2 separate regions of the Sus scrofa genome follow, and region 1 is linked to region 2. The links are chromatin contacts, called in public Hi-C maps. All regions are on one chromosome and are shown on one strand. The core of a region is the stretch at or near the end of the contact, and the rest is flanking DNA. Distances in the headings are between cores, read along the strand shown.

Region 1 (6,864 bases), core at 790-3,289, 440 kb after region 2:
TTATTGGCCGCGTGCTCCCTGCGTTGTTTTCGCCCTTAGATGTGGACACAGACGCCCCCCCACCCCATCTCATATGTATGTTTTGTTTTCCATTCCAGATGCCCACTAATTAGTGGGGTCCTTAATTGGTCAGGACAGCTGACGAGGACCTCTGTTGGGGGATGACCGTTAACTCTCTCTCGGCGCCGTTCACCTTGCAGCTTGTCCTTGGTCCCTTTGTCCTCACGGTTTGCCTGTGACCCACACGTGCAACCCCCCCCCACCCACCTGCCCTGGCTTCCGGGCCTCCAGTGGGGTAGGACTGAGCATGGAGCCCTGGAGAGCTCTTGGAACCGATCGTTGTCGCTAGGGGACGTCACACCCACGGGGTGGCTGTTCTTCAGTGTTCCCCGCAGTTTGGGGCGAATCTCTAGTAAAACATCACATGGTCCTTTCTAAGCCAGGTGGGTCGTCTGTAACCACATGGCTCTTCGGACCCCGAGTCGCCATGGACTCCCGCACTTGGTTGTGAATAAGTGTTACTGTCACGTGTGATGCGGATGGGGCCCCCTAGGGATTCCCTGGATTGGCTCAGCCATCGGCGCACTCCGGGTCCAGCCTTGCCCCTTCCTGGTGGTGGGACTGTCGCCAGGGAGGCTGTGTCCTCTGCGATCCCCCTCCGGCTGAGGATCCCTTCCCAGCGGTTGACTGGGAGTGAGGAAGACCCAGCCCCATGGCGTCCTTGTGGCCGTGAAGTGACACGATGCCAGGACCGTCTCTAGTGCAACCTCCGGCCTATGGTGGGGGCCTCGCGGTCGCTGCAGGGGCTCTTCCTCCCCCTCCTCCGGGTCTCCCTCCCTCCTCCTCCTTCCATTCTGTCGGGAGCATCCTCCCTCCCTGTCATCACCGCCCTCGGTACCTGACCAGGTCATGCTCCAGACCGTGGTCTTTTTTATCCGCGTGGCTCTTGCGTTTGGTTCGTGTGGCCTGGCGTTTCTCCGCCAGACCTGCCTGCCTTCCTGCCTCCCTGAGACCAGCGTCTTCTACAAACCCAGATGAGACACGGAGCGGCCTGGAACCCTTAGGGAGCGGGCGCGCAGTGAGAATGGGGTGCCTTGGCCTTGCGAGCATAGCCCTTCCTTCTTGAACCTTCGTGGGCGGACTCTAATTTTTCCCTGGTGGGGGAGTTAAGAAACGTTAAAGCTTTTACCTGAGTTTGAGATGTTTTCCCGTTTTCACACTCCTAGCAGAAAGTGTTTTCTGTGCCAGATATAAACTTAATACACGTGGGAAAGTAAAAGGTACGAAAAATAAAAGGTACGGTGTCACATATTCATGTTATTTATTTATTTGGTCTTTTTAGGGCCACCCCTGCGGCCTATGGAGGTTCCCAGGCTATGGGTTGATTCAGAGCTGCAGCTGCCAGCCTACGCCACAGCCACAGCCACGCCAGATCCAAGCCATGTCTGTCACCTACACCACAGCTCACGGCTACCCTGGATCCTTAACCCACTGAGCGAGGCTGGGGATCGAATCCTCATCCTCATGGATGTTAGTTGGGTTCATTACCGCTGAGCCACATGGGAACTCCCTTGTTAAATAATTTAAAGATGTCTTAAACTAAGCCTCAAGAAGTCAGTGAGAGGGGACTTTCCTTTTTCTAGAACCCCACTGGGGTGGTTACTTAATCATCTACCAGCATAACAAGTGCTTTTTTTAGGTACTTTGTGATAATCTCTATCGACCCTGTGCGGATCTATTCATCCAGGTAAATGACTCATGTGACGCTGGTGCGGGCATCTCCTCTAAGAGTTTTTCAGCGTATGTGCAGAAAGGCCTCGCTTGTTAACGTGAGGTGTTGACGTTTGACCACGTTTTGCGACCTTGTCTCAGTCGGCAGGCGTGTCAAGGACGCAAGTTCATGGCAGCCCTTCAGTAGCTCCAGGTTCAGACCCGTCTTTATAAGGCCACTTCCCTTTCATCTGAGTCATCTGCCAGCCCCACCAGAGAGTTGGAGAGGAAGGACTTTCTAAGCCCGGGGAGCTGGGCATGTGAACTCGCACTGTAATTCCTGCGTTTCTCTGTGGTCGGAAAGTGCAGACTTTTCCAAGACGCCTAATTTGTGCTTCTATATATACTGACTTTGTATTTCTAACGTGTGGGCAGGCTTCCTGTAAGACCGGAAAAGGGAAAATCGCTTTTCTCCTCACAAGGACACATCTGTAAAATGGTGATTGCACAAGACTTTATGATCCTTGGGTCTGCGATGTTGCATCTTCTCAAACGGCACTTAGGCGGGATTCAGAGTGTTTTTGGTTTTGTGGGTTTGACTTAAAAAAAAAAAAGAAAAGCAAAAAGAAAACCCAAGGGTAGCGGGCACTTCAAACGTTTGCAACATGTGTTCGGAATAAAATCCTCATGGGGCATTGCGGGGGGCTTCGCTTGGGAAGGGTGGCTGTGGATAAGCTGTATATCAAGGCAGAAAAGTGGACGTGCAAGCTGCCTGGCTCAGACGTGGGCTGGTGCTGACAGGCTGGCGGCTGCACCATCACTGGCGCATTATAATTGGGGAGCACATGGGAGGGGCCGGGTTGGAGGGACCTGCCCTCCTTGTACTGGAGTCAGAAGGACCCCCTCCAGGCTCCTCCTGCCCAAAGATTTCTCAGCAGTTGTATTCCGCTCCTGCTTCATCTGCAGCCAGATCTTGCAAACCACCCTCAGCCCCTGCGTTCACTTAACCACCCTGCATTTATTCTTTTATAAACTCACAAGGCAGGTGACACAATAGTTAAAGCATCCCTGAATCCTGGCCGACACTTAACTTTTCTTCTCTTCCCTGTTACAGAAAACATGTGTTTCACTCTCTTCCGTCCCACTGTGTGGAGTCCAGTTTGCGAACTCTGCCTGCGGGGGGTCCTTGGTGGGGAGTTTCTTGGATTCACCAGCCATGCCGTGTAGACCTCCTGCTGGTTTTGTTAAGGGGGCGGGGGGTGGGGCGTGAGAGAGACGCCCTTGTTTTCTAAAATTTCAGATCTTTTTTACAGTTTTCGAGTTGTGTGAAGACTGCTTTCCTTCTGCCCCCAGCGGCTCCCAAGCCTTAATTCCTCCTGGAAAATATGATTCATTCTTCCGTGCAAATGCTTTGATTGAAAACATACTGCTGGTATGCTTCCTTATGTGTCCCAGTGCAGATGACAGAACTATTAGTTGCTAATTAGCAAAACCTGAGGAATTAGCTTAAAGAAAAGAAACTGAATTTTTAATTGGCTTGCGTTTATCTTCTGCGGAAAAAGCTGATGTGATGAGTCCACTTGCATTTTTGTGTGTAAAAAAAAAAAAAGAAACAAGGCACGGAGGGTGTTCGTTCTCCCTGTCTTTATTTTAGGTGACTTTGCACACTCTTTAGAAATACGTCTTCTAACTGAGTGGAAGACAAGAGGTGTATTTTACATATTTAATAGGTGCACCTGCTCACATTTCTCTTACTATTGGAGTGTCATCTGGAGACTGTGAAAGACAGAGATGCCTACGAGGCACAAATGAACAGTTTGGTGTTGACCAAACTGCAAAGGCAGTGACAGTTCCCTGAGCACACAGTTCCGCTCCCATCCAGGCTGTCGTTACCGTCTTTGGAGAACAGTTGATGAGCCAATCGGGAGTGTTGGGTTCGCTTCTTTTTCCCCCTCCTGGAAACTAGATGGTTTAACAGGAAAGAGTGATGTTGGGTCACACTCGGGGGGCTTTGCTAGGTGTCTTGCTTCCTGGGCTGGTCGTCTGGAGTTGTAGCGGGAACTGCGGAGATGCAAGCAGGTCTAGGACGCTTTGCAGAACTGTTCCTTGTGAGCTTAAGGACAGCTCCCCACTCATTCTCGCTTTTCTCTTAGAAATTCGATGTCACGATCCCAACTTTCTTATAACTACCTGGAGGTGATGTTTTAAGACCAGAAACCGTGAGCCACGTCTGTAGATTTTTACAGCACTAGATTGCACGGCAGCTCTGCAGAAAGTGGTAGAAGTTTAGGGATACTTTTTAGGGAGCTCCGGATTCCAAGTCTCCCCACTGAATCTTGACTGCTCTGGGAGTTGATGTGACTGGGATTCTACACACGGGTCTCGGGAGACAGCAAGCGGAACCAGGAGCCCATGGAGACAGAAGCCTGGTGGGATTTGGAAAATGAGTTACTGATTTTATCTGTTGAATTTAGGGGACATACCAGAAGGGACCAGGGAAAAGCTTGAGAGCTACCCGGGAGAGGCGAAGTTACGAAAGGCAAAAGGAACCTGTGCTCTAGAGAAAACCAGGGGGCCATTGGTGCTCTGGCCCCAGCCCTCTCTCCCTCGGTTGCCCAAACAGTGCCCCCTGCTGGCAAGTGTGGCTTGCCACTCAGGCCACCCTGCTCCCACTCAGGTTCTGCTGCAGTCCTTCTTAGCTTTGCTCCTGGCCTTCAGCTCCTATCGATTCTTCAGCCTAAAGACACATTTCCTTGGAAAGACGTCTCTTAAGTCCATCTCCCAAGGACATCTGCCTACCCTGCACTCCAGGTCCGTGTGTAATTCTCACCCTGAAACACATCACAGCCACGTCTTAGCGCTGTCCCTCTGTGTCCGCCAGATCTCCTTTAGGATAAGGCGGCAGTCTGGACCATACTTGGCTGCCCACTAGAGTTCCTAGCCAGGACGGGGAGGGCTCGTTCGTGCCGAGAAGGGGTGAGCTGTTCACATCTTGACCTCGGTCTCCTCGGAGATGAAGTTTGTCCAGAATCTGCCGGTCAGAGGTGGCGACTTATCTGATGTGCTGCCATCTCCTGCTTCCATCTTATAATTTACTCATTGTATGCATCCCCTGACCCAAACTGACTGCCCAGTCCCCTCTGAACGTAGGCAGGGTTTGAAATATTTAGGACCCATTTATACATTTAGAAACTGTTCATTTTTCAAACATCAGGAATATTCGCTTCCACCTACCCACCTTTGAAAACTGCCAGGATTCTCCTACGAGGTGGCTTGTAGTTCTCTGGAGAACATTGGCACTTTACTCCCAGGATTGAGTCCTCATTGCCAACACCGTGGGATGCGCAGAGGAGAGTCAACTCTCCCGTGTGTTCCGAAGCCCGTCTGAGACCGACCAGGTAGGTAGTCCCTCCTCGCTAGGCTGAGCGTGAGCTTTGTTTTCCCCTCCACAGATGTCAGTGGTCTGTCTTCTCCTTAGTAACCTCCAGGCCATTCCCGACTGTCAGTAGCATCTTTCCAGCCCATCCGCGTGCAAGTATGCGTGTGAGCCGAGGTCCTGGGATCTTCCATCGACGTATCGATCGGGATCGCGGATCCGGGTGCCAGAATAGTCCGTGGAATTATTTCCCTTTTTGGATTCGCCCTCCTGCCCAACCAAAGCGGCAGTTTTTTTAGTTTTGCTTATAGTTTCTTTCCCGACCCCTTTCTTCCCTCCTTCCTTGGGAAACAGCCACTCCTGCCTTTTCGCAGCCAGCTGCTAACAGCTTTCCAGCCCATTTTCTAAAAGAGGCAACATTATCCTTGGCTCCCTCCTCCTTTTTCTTGTATAATTAAAGAATGTTACCTTTGATGTCTCTTGAAAGCTGTATCTCCTGCCTCGCTTTAGCTTTCTTGATCTTGTACCTATAAATGTGTGCTGTGTCCTCATACTCCTTAGTAAAAGGGCTGGATTTTTCTCTCGTTGTGCCTTTGCAGAGTTTGGTTTTATTATAGGGTAACCGATCTGGAGTTTTATGGCTCTGCCCTTCCTATGTTCTGATGGAGTTTGGGTTCTTGTAGGACTCTTTGGAAAGTATCCAGCTTTCTCAAGCCTTTTTTCTCTCATGTGTGGGCCTCTGCGTCGAGTCTCTCCTAAAATGCAGGGTTCTTATCTTCTGAATATCTTCCCAGGCTTTTTACGAACCCCAGTGTTTGATGGGTTTCTTCCTCTTAGAACAAAACGAAAAGGTTCTTGAGTTATTTAGCTGTTTGTATTTTTTGTTCACCTGTCAGTCATTTTGCTAGTTAATCACGCTTCCTGGGTCTCTCTTCCGTGCCAGCTGGTGTTGGACAGATAGAACAAGGTCATTGTTTCATGGAGCGTCAGGCCAGTGGGACAGTGAGATGAGCAGATAAGTCCTTGCTGGAAGTTAGCACAAAGGCTGTATTATAAAAGATAGATGCAGCGTTTCTTAGGAGCAGGTTATACACATACCTCACCCAGAGTTGATGAATCCAGAGGGCTTCCTGGAGGAAGTGACATTGGGATACAATCAATGTAGCGAGGTAGAAAGGAACATTTTTGAGGATGAGGCCAAAGGAAAATACGACACTCACGAGGACCTTAGAGGACTCTGGGGTCGAGGGTGGAGCTCAGGTCAGGAAGTAGCAGAAGACGGACTGAGCTGATCCTCTTCTGCATGAGTCCAGGAGTCCAGGGGTTCAGGGCGAGCCCCAAGACCTGCTCATAGCTTTTGAGTATTTAAGCAGATCTTTGGGTAACTATATGTCCCATCACTAGCCCAGAATTTGTGGCAGAGTTTATTTTACTTCACCTCCTCCTCCTGATTTTTTTTTTTTTTAATTGCTTTTTAGGGCCGCACCCATAGCATATGGGAGTTCCCAGACTGGGGTCAAATCGGAGCTGTAGCCACTGGCCTACACCACAGCCACAGCAAAGTGAGATCCAAGCCATGTCTGCAACCTTACACCACAGCTCACGGCAATGCCAGATCCCTGACCCATCGAGCGAGGCCAGGGATGGAACCCGCATCCTTATGGGTTCTAGTCAGGTTAGTTTCCGCTGCTCCACGAAGGGAACGCCTTCTGATTTGCGGTGTGTGTGTCCATCCCCCAGCCCCCTTCCGACCCCTCCGACCAGCTGCTTCTCCCGGG
Region 2 (7,545 bases), core at 3,724-6,223:
CAGGCACAGGTCTTTGAGCTTCCCCTCACTGGAATTTAAAAAAAGAATATAAGATAAGACACTTGCATTTAAAAAATGCTTTCTTCTCTTGGAACACTGTCTTCTCTCTTCATTCGAACCTTCAGAAGGGTCTACATATCTGATTTACTCAGACATTTGATTAACTCATCATGGGGTGGGCTTATTCAATGTAAATGCTATACAGTTTGCTTATTTGCAGGGAAAGGGGTCAGGGAAAAATAAAGGTATGAATAAAGGAAGAAGTAGAATTTTAAAAATCAACAACTAGACACAGAGGCATGATATGGAGATATCACTTATTACTCTTATTTTCTTTTGTGGCTGCACCCACCACACATGGAAGTTACCAGGCCAGGGACTGAACCTAAGCCACAGCTGTGGCATAGGTGGCAACACCTGATTCTTCAACTCACTGCACTGAGTAGGGGATTGAACCTGTGCCTCTGCAGCAGCCCGATATTTACCCAGTGTGCCACCATGGGAGCTCCTATTACTCTTACTTTCTAGGTATATAAGGTAGAATCAAAAACTGGGAAATTTCAGGGCCATAAACATGTGCCCATTATACCTTGTCAAAAATCAAAAAGCATGAAATAAAAGAAACAGGAATTCCCATCATGGCTCGGTGGAAACGAATCTGACTAGCATCCATCAGGATGCAGGTTTGATCCCGGGCCTCACTCAGTAGGTTAAGAATCCAGTGTTGCCATGAGCTGTGATGTAGGTCACAGATGCGGCTTGGATCTGGTGTTGCTGTGACTGCAGTGTAGGCCGGTGGCTACAGCTCCCATTCAACCCCTAGTCTGGGAACCTTCATATGCTGCAGGTGTGGCCCTAAAAAGAGAAAAGAAAGAAAGGGAGAAAGCAAAGAAGGAAGGAAGGAAGGAAAGAAGGAAGGAAGAAGGAAGGAAGAGGTCCTTAAGTCTACCCTGTGGAAAAACAAGGCTGGCAAATAAAGAAAGTTGCGCATTTTGCTTTGAAGGAGACTCAGACACAAAGGGTTCTCATCTGCTGGGCTGGAAATCCTGGATTATTATGGAACCTGCAAATTCTACCATTTCTCATCTGTCATGAAAGAGCCCTGGGCTGTGTCATCTCCAAGATCTCTTCAAGACCTAATTCTCTTATGACCTGTGTTCATCTTGGTGGACACCAGAGTGGCAATTTATTTATTTATTTATTTATTTTTATTTTTTGGTCTTTTTGCCTTTTCTAGGGCCGCTTCAGCAACATATGGAGGTTCCCAGGCTAGGGGTCCAACCGGAGCTGTAGCCACCAGCCTACCCCACAGCCACAGCAATGCCAGATCCGAGCCGTGTCTGCAACCTACACCACAGCTCACGGCAACGCCGGATCCTTAACCCACTGAGCGAGGCCAGGGATCGAACCTGCAACCTCATGGTTCCTAGTCGGATCTGTTAACCACTGTGCCACAACGAGAACTCCCGGAGTGGCAATTTAGGAAGCGCTTGCCTAACTTTTAATTTCAAATGCATTTTAGATTTGCATACGGTGCAATGTTGATGTCTCCTCAATGTCAGATAAATTCAATGAGCGAGAAAAAATTGTCAGCAAAATGGTTGGTCTGAGAAGTCAATTCATAATCGTCTCTCTTGCCTAAGTTCCCTGGCAGCAGGGTTGGGTCTGTGAGTGGGAGACCCCTCTGGGCCAGTGGGAGGAGCCACAGTTGGCAGGGCTTTGGCTGATTCTGCAACCTAGCCCAGCCGTCTTTCCAAATCAGTAGTTGAAATCTTCGGGTTGTGTCACAGAATCCTCTTTTCTCTATGCAACTAACATTTCATGTGGGCTCATCTATGGATCTGAAGGGGGAAAGAGGAATCTAGAAGGGAGGATGCCGTGGCTGTGGTGTGGGGTGGGAGGCTGAGTGGAGGGATGGAGCCTGTCTGCAGCCTCTTCCACGGCAACGCCGTGGGAAAGCTCTGCATGATTTTCTCTTTTTAAAATATGTTCTAAGGGATTGAGAAGTGTTTGTTTTGTTTCGCTCCTTTTCTTAATCCCACAGATATGTTTCTAGAAGACCGGTTCCCAGACATTGGTGAATAATTTTTTTTTCTTTTTAGGGCCACACCCGCAGTGAATGGAAGTTCCCAGGCCAGGGGTCAAACGGGAGCTGCAGCTGCTGGCCTAACCCCACAGCCCCAGCAGCGCAGGGTCTGAGCTGCCTTGGGACCTACGCCGCAGCTTAAGGCAACGGCTCCTTACCCCACTGAGTGGGCCAGGGATCGAACCTGAGTCCTCAGGGATACTGGTCAGGTTCATTACCCCTGAGCCACAAGAGGAACTCCAATGGAGAACATAATTTGCTCTCGTGCAAGAATTTTTAAAAAATCCCTCAAAACTGCTGAGATCATCATCTTCTCCCTTAAAATGTAACATCACAACACAACACGTAGCATGGAGAGGGGGCCTCGTCTTCTCTCACGGAACCACTCCCCATGGGAGTCGGAAACCTTAATAGACGTATTTCAAAACAAAACCTCTTTATTTTGCTCATTTTATCTTAACCTGGTTAAAACTGTGCCGCAAATTGGCACCAGGCCTGGAGCAGCATTTTGCAATTTGCTTATCCTTTCAGAGAAGATTGCTAGATAAAACCTGAGGGTCGTTTCATATTCATTTTTTAATGCCCTGGCATTAATGAACTCAGAAGGACGGGAGCAGCCCTTCCTTGGTCTGTGTGTGTTGTGGGCGTATTTAACACGGCACATGGTGTCTTGCACTGTGTGTCTTCCTCGTATACATACAGGGAGATTAGAGGTGCTTTCAGGCTCTCCCCACTTCTGCAGAGAAGCAGGGTGGGCTCATTTCAACTAATTTGTGTTAGTTGAAGGGGGGCCACTGTCCACACGTGTCCACAGACAACGGGCCACTTATCTCCAGTTTACCCTCAACAGGGAGCCAGAAACTGGGTCTAAATAAACATCGAGTCAAGAAATTATTTTTCCGGAGGTCCCGCTGTGGCGCAGCAGAAACGAATCCGACGAGGAATCATGAGGTTGCAGGTTCGATCCCTGGCCTCGCTCAGTGGGTTAAGGATCCAGCGTTGCCGTGAGCTGTGGTGTAGGTCGCAGACACAGCACAGGTCTGGCGTTGCTGTGGCTCTGGTGTTGGCTGGTGGCTACAGCTCAGATTAGACCCCTAGCCTGGGAACCTCCATATGCTGCAAGTGCAGCCTTAAAAAGGACAAAAGAAAAAAAAATTATGTTTCTTAAGTTTAGTGGATAGACTTTTTATTTATGTATTTATTGAAGTAGAGTTGTTTTACAATGGTGTGTGATTTTCTGCTCTACAGCAAAGTGACTCAGTTATACACACACACACATCATATACATATATTCTTTAAAATTTTTCTGTTCCATTATGGTTCATCTCAGGATGGTGAATATAGTTCCCTGGGCTCTACAGTAGGCCCTTGCTGTTTATCCATGCTGCACATACTGCTTTCATCTGCTAATTCTGCTAATCCCAGCCTCCCACTCCATCCCACTTCCCTCCCTCCCCCTTGGCCACCACAAGACGTGTTCTCCACATCTGTGTGTCTGTTTCTGTTTCATAGAGACGTTCCTTTGTGTCACTTAAAATCTTTTTTAATTGAAATAAGTTGATTTATACTGGTGTGTTCCTTTCTGCTGTGGATGGAATACTTAGAATAAACACAGGAATGATAAAGCTTTGCAACGGAGTCCCTCTGCGTTCTGTTTTTGATTTCTAATGCCAAGAGATACATTATAGTATTTAGGTAAGTTTTTAAAACTTACTGACTTGAAAACTAATCTAGTGGATGGGCGTCGAGAGTCAAAGTTTAGCTGGCAGCACGACCGATGGTTGCTGAGTGTTTTCAAGAGGACAGACCCCAGGCCTTGGTCCAGAAGAGGAGGAATGAGACAAAGAAAATTAAATTGGCTTGTCCCATAAAACAAGGGGGATTCAAAGTTTTCATGGCAGCTTAAAAGGAAGGCAGTACGAGGACTGAGGGGTGAATGGGGAACAGGAAAGAATAGGGCCAGCTGCGTGGAGGGCGGCCGGAGGCGGGGTCAGCCAGGGAGCTGCTTCCTCTGGAGGACCCCGCCGGGAGACTCCCGGGGCCAGGAGGACTGCATGTGCACGAACAGGCAGTTTCCAGCCATCGCTGTACGGCTGTGTGAGTCCTCTCCTTAATTCAGGCTCCTTCGGAAGCCTTGCTAAAACTACCATCTTGTGTGGGTCATAGCTTGCGTGGGAAAATTGCAGAAAAGTACCCCATTTCCACATTTGGTTGGATGCGTCTGCAGTGAGGAAGCAGATGTAAGCAGTGAGAATCTAAGGGGAACAGAAAATTGAACAGAAGGAAGATATTAGCAGAGGGAGGCACTATGAGAAATGGAAAGTCCCAGGGATTCCTGAGAAATACAGGGGGGCGGCTAAGTGAGAGCTGGCTGCACCTCGCTTTTCTTCCAACGTGTTCTTTTAAGATGGAAGACTTGGAAACACCCACACCACTGATTCTTGGGTTGCGCTGCTCATTCATCTGATGTTTCTAGAAATGGCAGCTTCTCCTGACCCGCTGCTGAACCAAATGAGCCATATGTCTTCATCGCTATGGTGTAAACAGAACCCAGAATCCTGTCTCCAACATCCAACAGTCCTGGGAGAAGCTTCCTAGAGTTTTACTCAGCACTCAGAACTTTCTGCAGGAAAGTGGTTATGGTGATAAGACACCTTCAAAATGAACTGGTTCAGTGCTCAAGCCCGTAAAACTATATATTTTTTCCTCCAAAAGTTGTTTTTTTTTTTTTTTTTTTTTTTTTTGAGAAAGCAACATCAAACAAATGTCTGAGATCAAGAACAGGAAATGAGTGATTCAGCAGGCTGGAGTTCACCCAAGGAGCTGTCTTCACAGCTGTAGAGAATAGCTGAGAAAAGTTCCAGGGGAACCGCCTGGTACTGCCTGAAAGCAGTCGGCTGGGAACCACGGAGAATGCTCTGGAGCATGATGGAGGAGCGCTGGAAAGCCCAGCTTAGGCTCCCCAGAAACATGTCAGCCTGGTGCCGCTGCTCCACTTGAATATCCTTTAATCACCTCTGAGTCCACGTTTGGAGGCGGGCCAGGGCGACTCGGGATTTGGGAGGGAGAGAGCCTCCTCCCAGGCGGGAGCATCCAGGTATTTGTTCTGCTCCAAGAGACTGAAGACAATTTACCCTGGAAGCTGGCTTGACTGTGTACAATTCCTAAACCCAAGACAGCGCTGGTTACGGGGGGAGGAATACCCTTTGGGCAGGGCTGGGAGCTCTGTCACCACTGGCTGATTTGTTCTCTCTCTGGAAATAAAGCACACTCAGCAAACCCCCAATGTTATCATCTGATATTGGTATCATCATCAACTTCCCTTTTTTTAAAAAAACTTATTTGACTATAGTTAACTTAAAATGCTGTGTTAGTTTCAGGTGTACAGCAAACTGATTCAATGATGCATATACACACATCCGTTCCTTTTCCCATGTTTTCCCACATGGGTTATTACAGAGTACGCAGTAGATCTCCCTGTGCTCTACAGCAGGTCCTTGCTACTTAACTATTTTATATGCCGTAGTGTGCATAGGTTAATCCCCAAATCCTAACTTATCCGCCCACAAGTTTCCCCTTTGGTAACCACAAATGTGGTTTTGAAGTCTTTGAGCCTGTTTCTGCTTTATAAATAAGTTCTTTTGTATCATTTTTATTAGATTCCACATATGTGTGATCTCATATGATATTTGTCCTTCTCTGAATTTATTATTTTTTTTAGCCAAGTCCCCAGACATGTGGAAATTCCTGTGTCAGGAATGGAACTCACACCACAGCAGCGACCCATCTGTGCCACAGCACTGACAAAGCTGGATCCTTGACGGCTAGGCCACCAGGGAACTCCTATCATCATATTTCTATTTACTCATAGTCTGCTGATTCTGCACACATAACTAACTCTGCTGAGAACCACTTAGGAGGGATTGCTCAGGGCTGCCCAGGTCTGACTGGAGGTCTGCCATTTGATAAAAGGAGTAACCTTCAAATGTTTCTTCTTGACCCCTCTGGGCCTTGATTTCAGCAGAAAGCAAAACCCTTCTACATCCAGTAAGCTTTTCTGGTGCTTAATCTGTCCCACACATCCTTCTCCCACCACTCCCACCTGCACACCCATGGCCGGACGTCCAGGTTTCTGTAGCAACCCTGTCTGGTCTCCCCATCATCAGATTTTTCACACTCCCATTCCCCCCCCCCAGTTTAATTTCTTTCAAACATCATTTTCATCATGTTACTCTCCTGCCCCCAAATCTTCACATCTATTGCTAGTAGATTTACAGTATTAGGCGGATCTTTTGTGGCTCTTACCTGTGTTATTTTGCATTGTATGCATTTCGGCAGCTGCATACCACCTTTGCAAGATGAGCGGGGGGATCCAAGCTGGGCACCTACATGCAGTATGTGCAATAATAATAATAAAACTGTATTTTTCCTGCCATCCAATGCTTCCCTCAAAGGCCCAAGCTGAGGACAAGTTTTGATAAATACTCTACATTCTTATAAGTGTCCATACCAACATGGTCTTACAAATCTCTGTCCCCAAACCCAGATATTCATAAAAAGAGAAGGCTAGAAACTTGAAGGGAATTTGATACAGTGGGGACTTTTTTGTAGTCTGGGGATTGCTCTGATGGCTGGGTGGGGGTGCCAAGCCTTTCTCCTCTCCCAGACCAGGTAAGAGGGCTCGAAGAAAGCCATGTGTGCAAACTTGGGTCGCCTGAAAGAAGGGAAGCCAGCATTTCCCTCTGCCTCGAGATGTTTGCCAGGCTACTGTGTCTGCAGGCCTTCCCTAGGGCCAGCAGCCAGCAGAGAAAACTTTGATGGGAGAATCCTAGGGAGAGTTTTAAGTGTCCCTGAGAGTTTGCAGTGTTTGTGAAAGTGGATAGTAATGCTCATTTCTCACCTGGAGACTCCTGAGGGCAGGAGACTGGATGAAGAGCCTGCAATCACAGCGTGAGAATAAAGCTCAGCCGCTTGGCAAGGGTGCTCGGGTTTCTCCAGGTGCCCAGACATCGAAGGCAGCCTCCAGACTTTTTAGAGTGGCCTTTATGAGGAGGACCCCTTTATGGGCCCCATGCCAACTGTAACCGGCTTTGGGGTTGGGTGGGGCTCCGAGGAGGGACAGGGCCTTGGGGATGGATGCTCAAGAGCAGAGGAGAAGAAAGCTGGAGTGCATGGCACCTGCGTCAGGTCTGCACGGGGCTTCTAGAGAAACAACACATGCAACTCAAGAGAAAGGTAGCCTTAGGCGGACCCACGTTGACCAAAAGCATCAGCAGGAAGGATGAAGTTAAACAAACAACTTTCTTTCTTTTTTTTTTTTTTTTCTTCCCCTGCTTTTTAGGGCTGCACTTGTGGCATATGGAGGTTCCTAGGCTAGAGGTCGAATCAGAGCTGCAGCCGCCGGCCTACGCCACAGCCACAGCAATGCCAGATCCGAGCCGAGTCTGCCACCTACACCA

The links. A called contact is a pair of places that touch in the nucleus more often than the background predicts.
Region 1: a contact with region 2 is called in a Hi-C map of embryonic fibroblasts, with 1.6 times the contacts expected there. The contact joins two enhancer-like sites. A contact is called at or near these places in 5 of 47 Hi-C or Micro-C datasets (embryonic fibroblasts, epiblast stem cells, mesenteric adipose tissue and 2 more).

The regions. Positions count from the first base shown.
Region 1 is chr18:52,497,297-52,504,160 of Sscrofa11.1, forward strand. All of the region lies in intron 3 of GLI3 (transcriptional activator GLI3), which reads left to right. Among named protein-coding and RNA genes, the nearest start is that of GLI3, 97 kb to the left of the region's middle. Within about 2 kb of position 2,040, at least 5 of the 83 cell types and tissues checked have an H3K27ac peak or open chromatin away from gene starts, as enhancers often do. A contact at or near this core is called in embryonic fibroblasts, where this site is marked.
Region 2 is chr18:52,054,113-52,061,657 of Sscrofa11.1, forward strand. No RefSeq gene overlaps it. Among named protein-coding and RNA genes, the nearest start is that of C18H7orf25, 130 kb to the left of the region's middle. Within about 2 kb of position 4,974, at least 29 of the 83 cell types and tissues checked have an H3K27ac peak or open chromatin away from gene starts, as enhancers often do. A contact at or near this core is called in embryonic fibroblasts, where this site is marked.